Linked DNA regions of Mus musculus: regions 2, 3 and 4 are each linked to region 1. The links are chromatin contacts, called in public HiChIP or PLAC-seq maps. All regions are on one chromosome and are shown on one strand. The core of a region is the stretch at or near the end of the contact, and the rest is flanking DNA. Distances in the headings are between cores, read along the strand shown.

Region 1 (3,209 bases), core at 342-2,841:
CTGTAATGTCACCTCTGGAGTGGGGGAGAAAAGCAGACCCTGAACCTCATTGGTTGGCCTTCCTAGCTGAATTTTGGAATTTCAGATTCAGTGAGAGACCCTGACTCAAAAAATAAAGTGCCCTCAACAGGATACGCAGACGGCTTTCTGTAAGGCTCAAGGAGCACTACAGCAGAGAGAGGAAATTAAATGCTGCTCTCAGGGCAGGACAGACCTTCCCCAGTATCTCACAGCATCTGTGCTTGTTTGCAATGGGCCTGTAGGAGACTGGGCCACTCAGTCACCAATCATGGGTGGGGACAGGTGGCAAGTGCTTGAGGGTCCCTCTTTTATTCTGCTGAACTGTGGGCAACTGATTGATTCTGCGTAAGGGACAGTTACTGTGTTCCAATGTATGCCAAATGGTGAGTTCACAGGCTTCAAACATGCCCACACAGATAGTCCTGATTAAAATCAGTGGATCATAAAACTAAAAAAGGGGGTGGGGCGTGCATGTGGAAGGGGACCTGTGGGATGAGGGGAGACAAAAGCAGTCAGATGCACTAGATATGTGCATGACATTGTCAAAGAACAGATGGAGTGGATAATAATCAAAAATAGAGAGTGACTTCCAAAGATACCTGCCCCAACCTTCAGCCTCCACATCTAAGCTTCTCTCTATATATTCATGCACCACTCATGCAAACACACACTTAGGAACACACACGCCCATGCACGCGCGCGCACACACACACACACACACACACACACACACACACTTCCCCCCCACTTCTCTGCTTAATGAAGGCAATGCAGCAGAATATTTATGTTGGCCTCTTTAATCCTGTGATAAGAAAGTAGTTTTGCATTTGGCAAGAGGGGAGGAGGGCGCTCTCCTCCAGGGCACTCCTTCTCTTTGGTTCCTCTCCCTGCTTGATGCCAGCATTTGCAAGGCGGGGTAGGAAGCCCAAAGCCAAAGGCCAGTCTGGACTTAGGGAAACCGTGTCAGAAGACACAACCAAGGAAGCCTGCTTGCTGCCTTCACACAGAATGGATCCCTGCGCTAGACCTGAGAGAGGGAAGCTTTGGCTTGAGACTGTGAAACTAGTATTTCAGGATTTAGCAGATGATTTCTACATGCATCTGAATAGATAGATAAGAAGGTGGCTTTCAGGCTTTCTGATCTGTGCTGGACATGGTGACACACTTTTAATACAGCACTCGGGAGACAGAGGGAGGTAGATCTCTGTGAGCTTGAGACCAGCCTGGTTGGCTACATAGCCAGTGAGAGCTACAAGTAAACCTGTCTCAAAAACCAGACAGTTTGCTGCCTACCAGGATGGCTTGCTGCCAAGCCTGACACTTGAGTTCAGTCCCTGGGACCCACATACTATACAGAGAGAATTGAACGCCCACAAGTTGTCTTCTGACCCCAAGTGCACAAATGCATAATCCATAAATGAAATAAGAAAAGTAAACAGATAAAGCGTGTATTGAGCTGTTTCCTGTGCACCGTTTGTGTTATGTGATTCAGATGAGTAAGTCCAGGGCAGGCCTTCAACAGCATGAAATCTGAGTAACCAGCTAGGCCTTCCTCATAGCAAACAATTGGAGCGCAATGCAGTGCGTTCGTACTACTGACTCAGAGCCAGAGCTTCCTGCCCAGCAGAGCCTTAGCTTCCCGCCCTGCCTCTTCTTTCTGTACCTTGTAACTGGAGCCTGCCTGTTTAACAGCCTAAGATAAAGAGCTTGAAAGTAAACAGATCTGGTTTAGGACGTTTGGGGCGTGAGTCAACTCTTGGCTTATCTGCCTCTATTCCTGAGGATTTGTGGAGTTCATTTACAGATCAAATACCACAGCTGTCAAGTGATAGATATGAAGTAGTAGTATCCTACACAATTAGTTTTTCTTAATAAATAAATAACCTTATAAGCTTTTAAAATAGCAAAAATAGATGGTAGATTCAAAAATACTATTTTATTCTCTCTATATGTATATATGCTAAGCATGACAGTTTTCATATACATGAAATATACAATAAAAGTATATCTTACAATAAATAGAAATTTTTATTATCTTTATTATTTTGTTATCTTTCATATATTTTGATAGAAGGTACTTTTTAGCTGGTCCCAGATACTGTGATTGGTAGAATATGGAATCTAAAACCTGACACCAAGGGATGATGGTCACTTTAGCAAGGGCCTTTTGCTACTGTCCTGCACATAGGCCTGTGTCAAACGCCTGACACACTGGGTCTGTGTCAGTTCCAGCTTTGGCAGTGTGTTGTGTGTTTAGAGCAGGAGTTTTCGTTGTTCAGTGGTTTAGTTTTAGGAAGTGGCATGGGTCGTGGGCTTTAGTTGTATCTTTGTCTCTAACTATTCAGACTGAGAATCAATATTCAGGATAAGCATTGGCCTCTGTTTTCATTTGTGGTGCTAGGAATCCAGTGCAGTGCCTTGTGTGCTACACAGTGCTCTAGCCTTGAGACATCCAGCCCGACGTTTCCTTGTCTTTGATTGGTCAGGGTGCTTGTGTAGGACCCAGCTGCTGGATTTCAGAGCAGTTTAACATAAAGGTGATTTGCAAGATAGGGGGCTTTGGAGGCGCTGTGGAATGGATAGGGCTTACACGAATAGAGTTCTAGCTCATTAACCTATAATTTCCTTTTTAAATTAATTAGGCTTTACATTTTATATGCTTATTTTCTTATAAAAATATGTATTGCAATATCAGTATTAGAAGCAACTCTAGAGCCATGAGTGTGATTAGTGTTTGTGGGGGTTTTTGTTTTTGTTTTGATGGAAAAGATTTTGAGATTCTTTTACATTGATGTATAGGAACAAATACCTTGTTTTAGGCCTTACAAACAAACCAGGAATGTTTTCATGTCAATGGCTTGCTATAATATGGGTATACTTTAGGGATTAGGCCCCCACATGATCCGTTGTTTGAACAGAATAAACAAGGATCTTAGACTTGGAATATCTATTCAGAAAAACTGATTTTCTTTTGTGGTTTTGTTATTTTTGTTTGTTTGTTTGTTTTAAGATGGACGCCTCACTGCATAGCATATACTGGCCTTAAAGTCAGTATCTGAGCTGGCTGATGGCTCAGTGGGTTAAAAGCACAGGCCAGTCTACCTGAGATCCCTAGAGCTCACATGGTGGAGGACGAAAACTGAACCCCACAAGTTGTCCTCTGACTTCCACTCACACTCTGTGGCATA
Region 2 (3,533 bases), core at 1,005-3,504, 250 kb before region 1:
CTTCTAGAAGACAGGAGTCAGATGGGACACAAGGCAGTCATCTAAGAAGGAAGAGAAATTCTGTCTTCAAGCATGGAAAGGGAGATCGTGAACAAGAAATAAAAGAGCCTTGGTGGGGGCTGGATTCAAACGCACCTTGGAGTCAGCACAAGGCTGGACACTAAATAGAAGTGTGTGTTGTGTTCCTGTGTGGACAGTCAGCTCCCCTGAGTGTTGTTAGCTTTTCACGCCCATCCTCTGAAAGAATTTTAAAGACTTTTTCTTTTAAAACCTAAAAAAAAAAAAACTAAAACATCACCTGTATTTGTTTACTTAAAACACCATAAAATATCCCACAAAGCAGGTGGAATAAACAGAAAATAAAAATCCTTCTTCTCCCGCTTCTGAAGGCCAAAACCTCAAGGTGAAATTCAATTGCTCTTCTGCAGCCACCCCACCCCACCCCACCCCACGTCACCCCCATCCCATGTTGTCACAGTGGGCGTCCCTCCCTTGAGTGACTTGTTCTAATCTTCTGTGACTCTCTATGTCTTCTCGGGGCATCCCTCTACGAGTGTTTGCCCCAAACTCCACATGCTGCAGCTATAATAGTCGTACTGGGGTAGGCCACCATGCCACAGAATTTTGCCTTATTCAGTCGCTTATAGCCCTAATTCCTACACACAGATACATGCTGAGGGACCAGAAAGGAAGATCTCAACGTGTAATTTATAGGAAAAATTCTGCCCGTAGCCACGAGTGCACAGCAAAGTGAAATAATAGCTAAATATGAATTGAAAACCTGTTCACGGGCTGCACCCCGCCCCACCTTGCCAAGCCCTGCCCAGCCCAGCCCGGCCCTCCCCTACCCCCGACCCACCCAGCCCTCACCTACACTGTCTAGCCACGCCCACCCTATCTAGCTCCGCCCCGCCCTGCCCCCACTCCGTCCCGCCCACCAAGCCCTGCCAAGTACAGTCCAGCCCCGCCCTACCTAGCCCAGCCCTCCCCTCCCGGTCTAGCCACGCCCCATCCTATTCAGCCCCGCCCTGCCAAGCCTAGCCCCGCCTTGTCTGTAAGTGGCTCTAGTGTCAAGAAATGTCCTCCTAACTAGAGAAGAGAGCAGGCCTCTCTGTGAGGAAATAGACTGTGCACTGGCCTTAGCCACAGCAGATGCCCTTGGACCCTGATCCTCATCAGGTGGTGGGGTTCCGTTTTTTGTTTCTCTTGACCATAATCTTCTTTTGTATGTTTTAAATAGAATCCCTCTTCCCCCTTAGATTACTGACGTGTTACAACTGTCTATGGCTCTCAGAACTCTCTTGGCATTTCTCCCTATGGCTGACGACTGCGCTTGTTGCATCATCTTTCTGGTTATGCTATTTTTTTATTTTAATTTCCTTTATTCTGCCAGTGGGTTCTTGTTAAAGAAATAAGTGAAATATGTCCCGGTGCATAAATATTCTGGAGTAATGTCCTCATTCATAAATGTGCAACAAGGAAGAATGTGTACCATAAGGAAAGAGGGAGAAACACGAGGAAATACTGTCACCATAGAACGAGCAGGATGGCAGGAAGAGAATAATAGATTAATGCAAAATGGAGGTGTAGTATTTGAGGAGTCACTACGAATGGCAGGAAACGATGTCAGGAATTAACTCTAAAATTGTGATCAAGAAATAACATAGGAGCTGGAGAGATGGCCCAACTGTCATGAGTACTCTCTGCTCTTGCAGAGGGCCCAGATTCAGTTCCCAACACCCACACAACGGCTCAGACCCATCTGTAACTCCAGTTCCAAGGGATCCAGTGCTCTCTTCTGCCTCCCACAGGCACACACAGGTAGTGCACATACCTATAGACAGGCAAACCACTCATACACATAAAATAAAAATAAAGTAAATCTTTAAAGAAAAAGATTAACAGTAAAGGCACACTATTAATAATAACAGAAAACAAATAAATCATGTTTGCCTGCCAAAAATACAAGACTGCTGGTTTTCTTTAAGCCTTAATAATGTGATAACCACAGCGTTGCTTCTTATAATGTCTGTGCTCCTGACTACACAGATCACTTTTTATAAATCAATACTATCTTTAAGCTCTTGGCCAAATAGAGATTTGAGGCTCTGTCAAGGACTATACAGGGTTACCAGAAGCCAGTCCTTTCCAAGAGTCTGTGGGGTTTTTTTAAATTCCAGGAAGACAACATTATAAGCCAGCATAGCTCAGAAACAATAGCGACAGCCCGGCTGGAATGAGTCAGCACTCCCGAGAAAAAGGTGCAGGCTTCCACTGATGGAGAAGTGTAGCCCAGAGTGTGGCAGCCAGCCCGGACAACAGAGCAAAGTGCTGGGGGGAAGGAAGGGAAGGGGAGTGAGGGGAAGAGGAAGAGGAAGAAGGGGAGGGGAGGGGAGGGGAGGGGAGGGGAGGGGAGGGGAGGGGAGGGGAGGGGAGGGGAGGGGAGGGGAGGATGCATATTGGAACTGAGAAACTCAGCATGTAAAAGCCCTTACCATCAAGTCTGACAACCTGAGTTTGGTCCTTGGAAGTAGAAAACCAACTCCCAGAGTTGTCCTCTGACCTCCACGGCATCCCCTACACACAAACACACACACACACAGACACACAGACACACAGACACACAGACACACACACATACATACACATACACACACACATACACACACATACATACATACATACACATACACACACACATAAACACACACACATACACACACACATACACACACATACATACACACACACATACATACATACACATACACACATACACACAAACACACACATACACACACACACATACACACACATACATACACACACACATACATATACATATACACACACATACTCACACACACACACACACATTCATTTTAAAGATAACAAACTTAGAAATCCACAATCGTTTGTCCTTGAAAACATTAGCAATTTTATGCTGAGTACCACTGGAAATTTCTAAGCTGTGTGATAACCAACTTTAATCATCACTAACTTTATTTCACTGAGAGCCAAGCAAAGAAACTCGGGGCCTGCTTAGCATTTTGAACGTGTGCACGTTTCGAACGTGTGCACGGAGAGGAGCACGCTTCCTTATTGTTTTCAGTTTTTATCATCATTATCATTGTCAGCGTGTGTGTACGTGGGATGTGTGTGTGTGGTATGTAGGGGTGGTGTGTGTGTCTGTGTATGTGTGATGTGTGTGTGTGGTGTATGTGTGTGCTGTAGGAAGGTGGTATGCATGTGTATGTGTTGTATATGTGTGTGTTTGTGTATTTATGGTGTGTGTGGTGTGTGTGTGAAGTGTGTTTGTATATGTGTGTGTTTGTAGTGTGTGTGTCTATGGTGGGAGTGTGTGTGTGTGTGTGTGTGAAGTCAGAAGACAACTTTCAAGCATGCTCTCTTTCCACCTTGTTGGCAGGGTGTCTCTTGTTTCTGCCATGCTGACTTTCACACTGCTAAGCCATCACGTCAGCTCAAAGGGAACAATGTCTACGAGGCGTTCCTAGATGAACAATATAGGAAAG
Region 3 (3,264 bases), core at 100-2,599, 140 kb after region 1:
CCAGATAGTCAAGGCTACACAGAGAAGCCCTATCATGAAAAACAAAGAGAGAGAGAGAGAGAGAGAGAGAGAGGAGCTTATTGAGTAAGTTCACTGCTACAAAATGAATTACCAAATATGGCAAAAGTATTTTTGGATAATATTTCCTAGTACAAAGTTTCCAGTGCAACTATGGGAGAGTCAGGGTGACAGTGTGTGCCTGTAACCTCTGTATCTGGGAGGAGGAGGCTAGAGGGTCGAGTTCAAGGCCAACACAAGCCACAAGTAAAGACCCTGAAACCAACAACAAGATTAAGCAAAACACCAACAGAAAATAAAGTGAGAGATATTTGTCTGTGCTTGAGAACTTTTCCAGGTATACTTATTTTAGGCTCAAAATATAACAACTGAAGAAAAAAAAAATACTCCCAGAGAAAAGAATTAGGAAATATTTAAAGAGAGACGAACGTTCCACGTTAGAGTGGAACTTTAGCAATTATATTGTAACTTCTACAGTATGAAATCTGAGAGCAGTTATGGGTAGTGCACACCTGTCACTCCAGCATTCTGTGTTCCTTTTCTCATGAAGGGAAAGTAGGTCGGGCACTTAAAAATTTGGGAGTGTGGCTACTTTTGAGAGACAGGGTCTCACTATGTAATTCTGCCTGGCTTGGAACTTGCTGTGTAGATTAGGGAGGCCTCCAACTTATAGCAATCCTCCTGCCTTGATTCCCAAGTGCTGGAGTGACAGGTGTGCACTACCCATAGCTGCTCTCAGATTTCATACTGTAAAAACTACAATATAATTGCTAAAGTTCCTCTCTAACGTGGAACGTTCGTCTCTCTTTAAATATGTTCTAACTCTTTTCTCTGTCACAGCTGTCTCTTGTCCTCACCACCACTGTAGTGGGGCTGGTGGTGTGGCTCGGTGAGCTAAGTGCTTGCTTAGTGCTTGCTTAGCATTCACGAAGCCTAGGGTTTGACCTCCACCATCACATGCAGCAGACACGATCAGGATTTTAAAGTCACCCTCTGCCATACAGTCTCTGTGAGGCCAGCCTGTGAGAGTGAGACTGTCTCAAAAAATAAAAAAATCAGTTAATAAAAGCTCACTGTAAAAGTTATGTTCAGTGTTAGTTCTTTGTATGGGAAATACCTTTGTCTCTGTGCATGTGCCTATGCATGTGTGTGTATGTACATGTGCATATCCATGTTGTGAGTGAGTGTGTGTAGGTCAAAGGGCAACATCGGATGCTGGACCTATCTTCCACATTTCTTGAGGCGGGGTTTCTGCTTGCTCTGTGAGCTTCCTGGGAATCTCCCACCATTCCCTCCTGACCTGTAGGAGTGCTGGAGTCACACCGTGTGCTACTGCATCCAGTTTCATGTGAGTCATAGGCACACAAGTTCACGTCTTCTTGCTCACTCGGGGCTCTGCTGTGGGAGTCTCTGCAGGCTTTATGGCCAGCAGGGAAACAATTCGTCCAGGTAAGAATGAAACTCGGTTCAGCTTGGCTGAGTTACCTTGTGCTCCTTCAAACTTTAGAGTCTGACACCAGTTGTTTTATTTTAGCAATTTTGGGAAAAGATTTTCTGATAACAACAAACTAGTCCCATGTTTACATTGAAATGCTTTACAAAATACATCTGGCATCTTTCACAAAGATGAGTACTGTGGACTCAGAGATAGTGCCCAAGATTTAGGGTCTAGGGAGACTGACTGAGGTGGTCAGGATTAGCCTGCCCTTAAGAGAGCACAGAGGTTAGGCTGTACACGGGAAGATTTAATGGCCTAGAAGCAATGCTCAGGATGTATGGGGAAAGAGTCTGGAGTAAGCGCAACACAAATTCTGGGGGATATGGGTGAAGCCTGGCTCTACAGATAGCAAAGGCCCACCAGGGTGTAAAATCCAGCCTTTCCAAGCCTTTGGGGGGGTAGGGGGGGATGACAGGTAAACATCTCCTTCCTGCAAAGAGATAAGCCTTCGTTGTTTAACTTTTCCTGGCTTCTCCAGTGCTTATCTGTGTGCACAATGACCTCTTGCCCTCTGACTCATCTCCTTAGCCCTTCAATGAAAATGCATTTTTAAAACTTGCTCTCCTATTTGGAGCTTGTATAAAGGAAACTGCCAGACTCTGAGGCAGCAAGGGCTTGTGGACCAACCTGTTGGTGTTTCTATTTCAGTTTTGTGTCTGATCCTGAGTGGCTAGAATATATGCTCCTTGAACATGCCTGCCTTTTCCTGTGTCTGTTATGGTAGGGCACATTGTATTCAGGTAGCTTGCCCTTTGGTAAGATGGCTCAATGGTAAAAACACTTGCCAGCAAGCCTGATGACTGAGATCCTCGCACGCATACCCCCCCATACACACACACACACACACACACACACACACACACACACACACATACACACACATACACACACACACGTTTTTAGAGTTGCTTAGCATTCAGATTTGTTCTTGCCTCTGTAATGTTTCATTTGTCATAACCTTGGAGAGGCATAGTAATTAGAACTTCACAACACGGCACTTCCTCCAAGTCGAGGCAGAGGTGTTGCATATGAAACAGTGAGCACCAAGCCAGACAGAGAGTAGTCGTGCAGTAGACTCCCAGGCATCTCTTTCCCTTACTGATCTGCAGGCTTCATATCCCATCTTTGTCCCCTTTACTCCACATGTCAATTCTCAATTTCCCACCACTCCTGGCAAATTTTATGTGAATTTCAGCTGAGTTATTTCTTCCTCTCCCTGTCATCTTTGGTCGTTTGTGGTTACCATGCAACTGTAAAAACATGCTATCTTCAAGCCAAGGAAAACTGCATTGCATTTAACAAACCCTGTGTTTATTTTCTCCTAAGTGTTTGCTTACTGAATCTGTCCACAGTGGGGATGTGGGGCAGGGTGGGGTGTGTTTATTCAAAGCTAATGTAATCAGAGGCTATATTTTCTGAGAAAAGTAAGATAGTAAATTTATCTTATGAGTCATTTAATGGTGTATATATTGTCTTATCAACAAGCTAGTAAACCTTTTGGCAGACAAAAAGATTGTATTAATTTGAGAATTTTATTGATTCACTTATACTTGGTCCTACAATTGATACTTTAATATTGTTAGAAATGCCAAATGCCAGTAAATGGAAGAAACAAAGATAGGCAGTAAGGGCACACCCTAATCCTAGATGCAAACTGAAAACCTAAATCTGTTTTTTAATTGTGCTGAGATCATGTGTAGGTTAGCTCTCTCTTATTGAGCCACAAACTTAGCCAGATACTTTCAGTT
Region 4 (3,718 bases), core at 826-3,325, 200 kb before region 1:
CCAGCCCAGAGATGGTCCCACCCACAAGGGACCCTCCCCCCACCCCGACACTAATTGAGGAAATGCCTTACAGCTGGATCTCATGGAGGCATTTCCTCAAGGGAGGCTCCTTTCTCTGTGATAACTCCAGTTTGTGTCAGTTGACACATAAAACCAGCCAGTACACATAGAAAAAGTTAAAACTGTTTTTAGGCAAAGTTTATTGTATGTGTTATCGAGTTCCCATATGGTAATTCTCCTTTTGATATTTCTTCCCCTAAAATAGTCACTGCTGTGTGAAATCCAGAGCATCGTCCCCTCCGTGCCTACTCCTGTTCAGGGCTCTGAAGTCTCTCGATATAGGTCTCCAGGTCTCCAGGGCAAAGTCATGAGGGGACACTGAGGGGCGAGATTGAGTCTGGCCTCTTGGACATTCCCATTGTCTCTTAAACATCTTTAGAGCTAGCTCTATGAGATAGCCACGCCAAAGGGGCAGGCCTCTGGTTGCTAGCCACAAGGAGAGGGATGTCTTCTCTTCATAGCACGGATCCATCTTTCCCCTGGCCCTGGAGGAGATGGCTTTGAATTCACGGAGCACTTCTGGGAAGACCATCTTACTCTCTCCCATCCCTCCTCACAGTATCCCTCTCTTCACTGAGAAAGGAGTGCTGGCTCTCCGGTGAGCCATCAACACAGAAGGCAGGGAGCAGCTGCCACTCGGGAATGTGTACAGAGAAGCGGCTAAAGTGTTGAGCTGGATCAGCAAGGGCTTAGGGGCTGGGCATGGTGGCACACGCTTGTATAATTACAGTTCCAACACTCAGGAGGCAGATAGAGGCGGAAGGATCAAGAGTTCAAGGCTAGCGTAGGCTGTACAATGAGACCTTGTCTTCACAAATGAGGGAAGGCTTAGAGAACCAATCTGAGCCATGCTAGCCAGCAAGTCCTCAGCTGGAAAATGAAGTGAGCATGCAGACTGCGTAGGATAGATGAGTTCTGCAGAACAGACAGGGACCACGGGTGTCAGCAACTGCAGATCGGACAGGGACCACGGGTGTGTGTGCTTGCAAAACCTACAAACCTTCATTTATCCTTGTTCTTTTATTTTCTTCCTGTTATATTCTGAATATTTAAAATTAGAAGCATCGACACATTAATCTTTACATCAACTAGAGACACATACATTGGTTTCTGCAGTCAACGCCCACACAGCCCCTTGGCCCAGAATGTCTGTGCAGTACACAGCTGTGGCGCTGTATGGGGGCAGCCATGCCTAAAGGGCAGGCCTTGGTCTCTAGTCTGGAAAAGGGAAGTCTTCTCTCTTCCTTAGTGACCCTGCTTTTCACTGGCAGCGTCCTCACTTCTGAAGCTTCAGTCCGCACAGGCTCTGTCTTCTCTGAACATTTTCCTCTCTCCCCTCCATGGTGTGTCTTTGTTGTCTAAGTGCTGCCTGTGGGAGACTTGTAGACATGGGAAGGAGCATGTGGCTTCTTGGTTTTGCACCTGTGGGTGTTTTAGTTGAGTGTGCACTGCTCCTGGTGATGTGATTGAGCCTTTTAAATAGTCCCAAAACACACTTAACCCAAAGGCTTTTCAAAAGACAGTGAATGTTTTTCTTTACTGCCTGAGGAGTTTCGTGCTGCCATCTTAAGAGAAAGAGGTCCTCTAAAAGCTGGCTTCCCAGCCCAGCTCACGGCCAGGAGTACACAACTAGGGGTGGTCACACTGCAAAGCATGCTGCGAGATGACTTCTGTGTTGTCCTGTGCTACCCAATATATATATATATATATTGGATGGATGGATGAATAGATAGATAGATAGATAGATAGATAGATAGATAGATAGACAGACAGACAGATAGACAGAAAGATAGATAGCAGAGTGGAAAAATAAAGGGCAACTTGTCCTTGGGCTGAGGGATTTTCAAATATCATTTCAAAAATGGAAGCTGGGATTCTGTTAACTATTGCTGTAACACTGCCTAGAACTTTGGGACTTAAGCCAGCATCTTCTGGTGATTTCTCCATATGAGGTTTGGACACTAGCTTGGCTGAGCAGGTCCTCTGGAATCTACAGGGTTGGTTGTTCTTGGCTGGCTTCCCCATTTACAGTGTGTTGTGGTCTGACTCACGTGTCAGTCTTGCAAAGAAGCCACGACACTACTGAGTGATTTCCTGGAGGAAAATGTGAACAAGTCCAAATGGAGCACTCACCACAGACCAAAGAAACCATCCCAGACAAGTCTAGTTTCATGAACCAAGAAAGTTGAGGGGTTCCTTAAAAGAGTGTGGAGACTCAGCAGCTGCACCCTTGGAGTTCTCTGTACAACGTCCAGGCCGTGCCACTGGAGAGTCTCCTTTGGCTGAGAATAGGGGTTCGCAGATATCATTGACATCAACAGTCAGTTGACTACCATTACCAAGAATTACTCTCTAGAACCTGGAGGCCTTATCCAATCCATTGAAGGTTACCCCAAAAAGATGAAGTCCTATGGACCATGTCCGGTGCCACCTCCATCTCTAGACTCACAACTGTGAGTGTCAGGCTTGCCTCTCCAACCCCTTCAATAGCATAAGCCATTTTCTTACATGAACCCCAGGTAAACACGTGAATATGGACATTGGAGTAAACAGGCAAGTCTGTTTCTCTACTTGTTCCTATCTGGTATCTACTTGTACCTATCTGGTATGATACCTATCTGGTATCTACTTGTACCTATCTGGTACGGGTGGCCAGCAGCTAGCGAGGCAGGGACCAGCCTGTCTGGGATGGTGCAGCACCGTGACTCAGACTTCCCTCCACATGTCCTCTGAAGCCCATGCAGGCAAGCTCAGTCTGCCCTGCAGCACTGGTGGGAGAAGGACGGAGGAAACAGAGCACATGAGGCTGCTGACTACTGTCTGGGAGCTAGTGCAACCTCTCCCCAGCTTCATTCTGTTGACTGAGCATTGAATCACAGAATTGACAGTTGGTCAAGAGTAAGGACAGTGTTCACCATGGCTCCAGTGTGAGGCTCAGTGGGAGGGGATAAGAACGTGAGACCGTGGCTGCCTCTGTGGTGCCATGCAGAGTTTGGTACTATAGAACAGCAAAACAGATGCCAAAACTTTATAAAGCCAGACATGGTAACACATGACTCTAATTCCACTATTCAGGAGGCAAGGCAGGAAACTCATGGGTGTGAAGCCAGCCTGGGCTGTGAAATGGGTTCTCAGCCGACCTTAGCTATATAGGAAGATCCGATGTCCAAAACACAAGAGTTGGGTTTGAAGCTTAGTGATAGAATACTTGCCAAGTGTGTTCAAGGCTCTGGTTTTGACCACTAGACACACCACACATGTACAAACACATAGTACATATGCACACACACATATACCACATAGACTCATACTATACACACACACACCACATAAACTCACACTATACACACACTATACACAGACACACAATACACATACTATATACACATACACACACAATATACATACTATATACACATACACACACATACACTCAAATACACACACAATATACATACTATATACACATACATACATACACATACACTCACATACACACACAATATCATATATACACTGTATACACATACCACATACACAAATACATATATTGTATACATTCTATATATGTACACATATATACCATATACACATACACACACATACACTCACATACTCACACACACAATATACATGCTATATATACATACACACACAT

What was found. HiChIP or PLAC-seq counts read pairs in DNA pulled down with a chosen protein or histone mark.
Region 2: a contact with region 1 is called in a FOXA1 HiChIP or PLAC-seq map of pancreatic cancer cells. The contact joins two enhancer-like sites. A contact is called at or near these places in 2 of 484 Hi-C or Micro-C datasets (the HL-1 cell line and embryonic stem cells), 1 of 115 datasets of contacts at active chromatin or transcription factors (pancreatic cancer cells) and 1 of 9 other capture datasets (adipose tissue).
Region 3: a FOXA1 HiChIP or PLAC-seq map of pancreatic cancer cells shows a contact between it and region 1. The contact joins two enhancer-like sites. A contact is called at or near these places in 3 of 39 promoter capture datasets (embryonic stem cells, liver and maxillary cranial neural crest), 1 of 115 datasets of contacts at active chromatin or transcription factors (pancreatic cancer cells) and 3 of 9 other capture datasets (adipose tissue, liver and pancreatic islet).
Region 4: a FOXA1 HiChIP or PLAC-seq map of pancreatic cancer cells shows a contact between it and region 1. The contact joins two enhancer-like sites. A contact is called at or near these places in 1 of 115 datasets of contacts at active chromatin or transcription factors (pancreatic cancer cells) and 2 of 9 other capture datasets (adipose tissue and liver).

What each region holds. Positions count from the first base shown.
Region 1 is chr3:152,307,128-152,310,336 of GRCm38.p6, reverse strand. All of the region lies in intron 7 of Miga1 (mitoguardin 1), which reads left to right. Among named protein-coding and RNA genes, the nearest start is that of Miga1, 32 kb to the left of the region's middle. Within about 2 kb of position 1,591, at least 129 of the 459 cell types and tissues checked have an H3K27ac peak or open chromatin away from gene starts, as enhancers often do. A contact at or near this core is called in the HL-1 cell line, adipose tissue and pancreatic cancer cells, where this site is marked.
Region 2 is chr3:152,555,367-152,558,899 of GRCm38.p6, reverse strand. The region is part of intron 6 of Ak5 (adenylate kinase 5); the gene reads left to right. Among named protein-coding and RNA genes, the nearest start is that of 3110067G11Rik, 68 kb to the right of the region's middle. Within about 2 kb of position 2,254, at least 74 of the 459 cell types and tissues checked have an H3K27ac peak or open chromatin away from gene starts, as enhancers often do. A contact at or near this core is called in the HL-1 cell line and pancreatic cancer cells, where this site is marked.
Region 3 is chr3:152,170,161-152,173,424 of GRCm38.p6, reverse strand. No RefSeq gene overlaps it. Among named protein-coding and RNA genes, the nearest start is that of Gipc2, 5.9 kb to the right of the region's middle. Within about 2 kb of position 1,349, at least 30 of the 459 cell types and tissues checked have an H3K27ac peak or open chromatin away from gene starts, as enhancers often do. A contact at or near this core is called in adipose tissue and pancreatic cancer cells, where this site is marked.
Region 4 is chr3:152,511,083-152,514,800 of GRCm38.p6, reverse strand. All of the region lies in intron 8 of Ak5 (adenylate kinase 5), which reads left to right. Among named protein-coding and RNA genes, the nearest start is that of 3110067G11Rik, 23 kb to the right of the region's middle. Within about 2 kb of position 2,075, at least 45 of the 459 cell types and tissues checked have an H3K27ac peak or open chromatin away from gene starts, as enhancers often do. A contact at or near this core is called in pancreatic cancer cells, where this site is marked.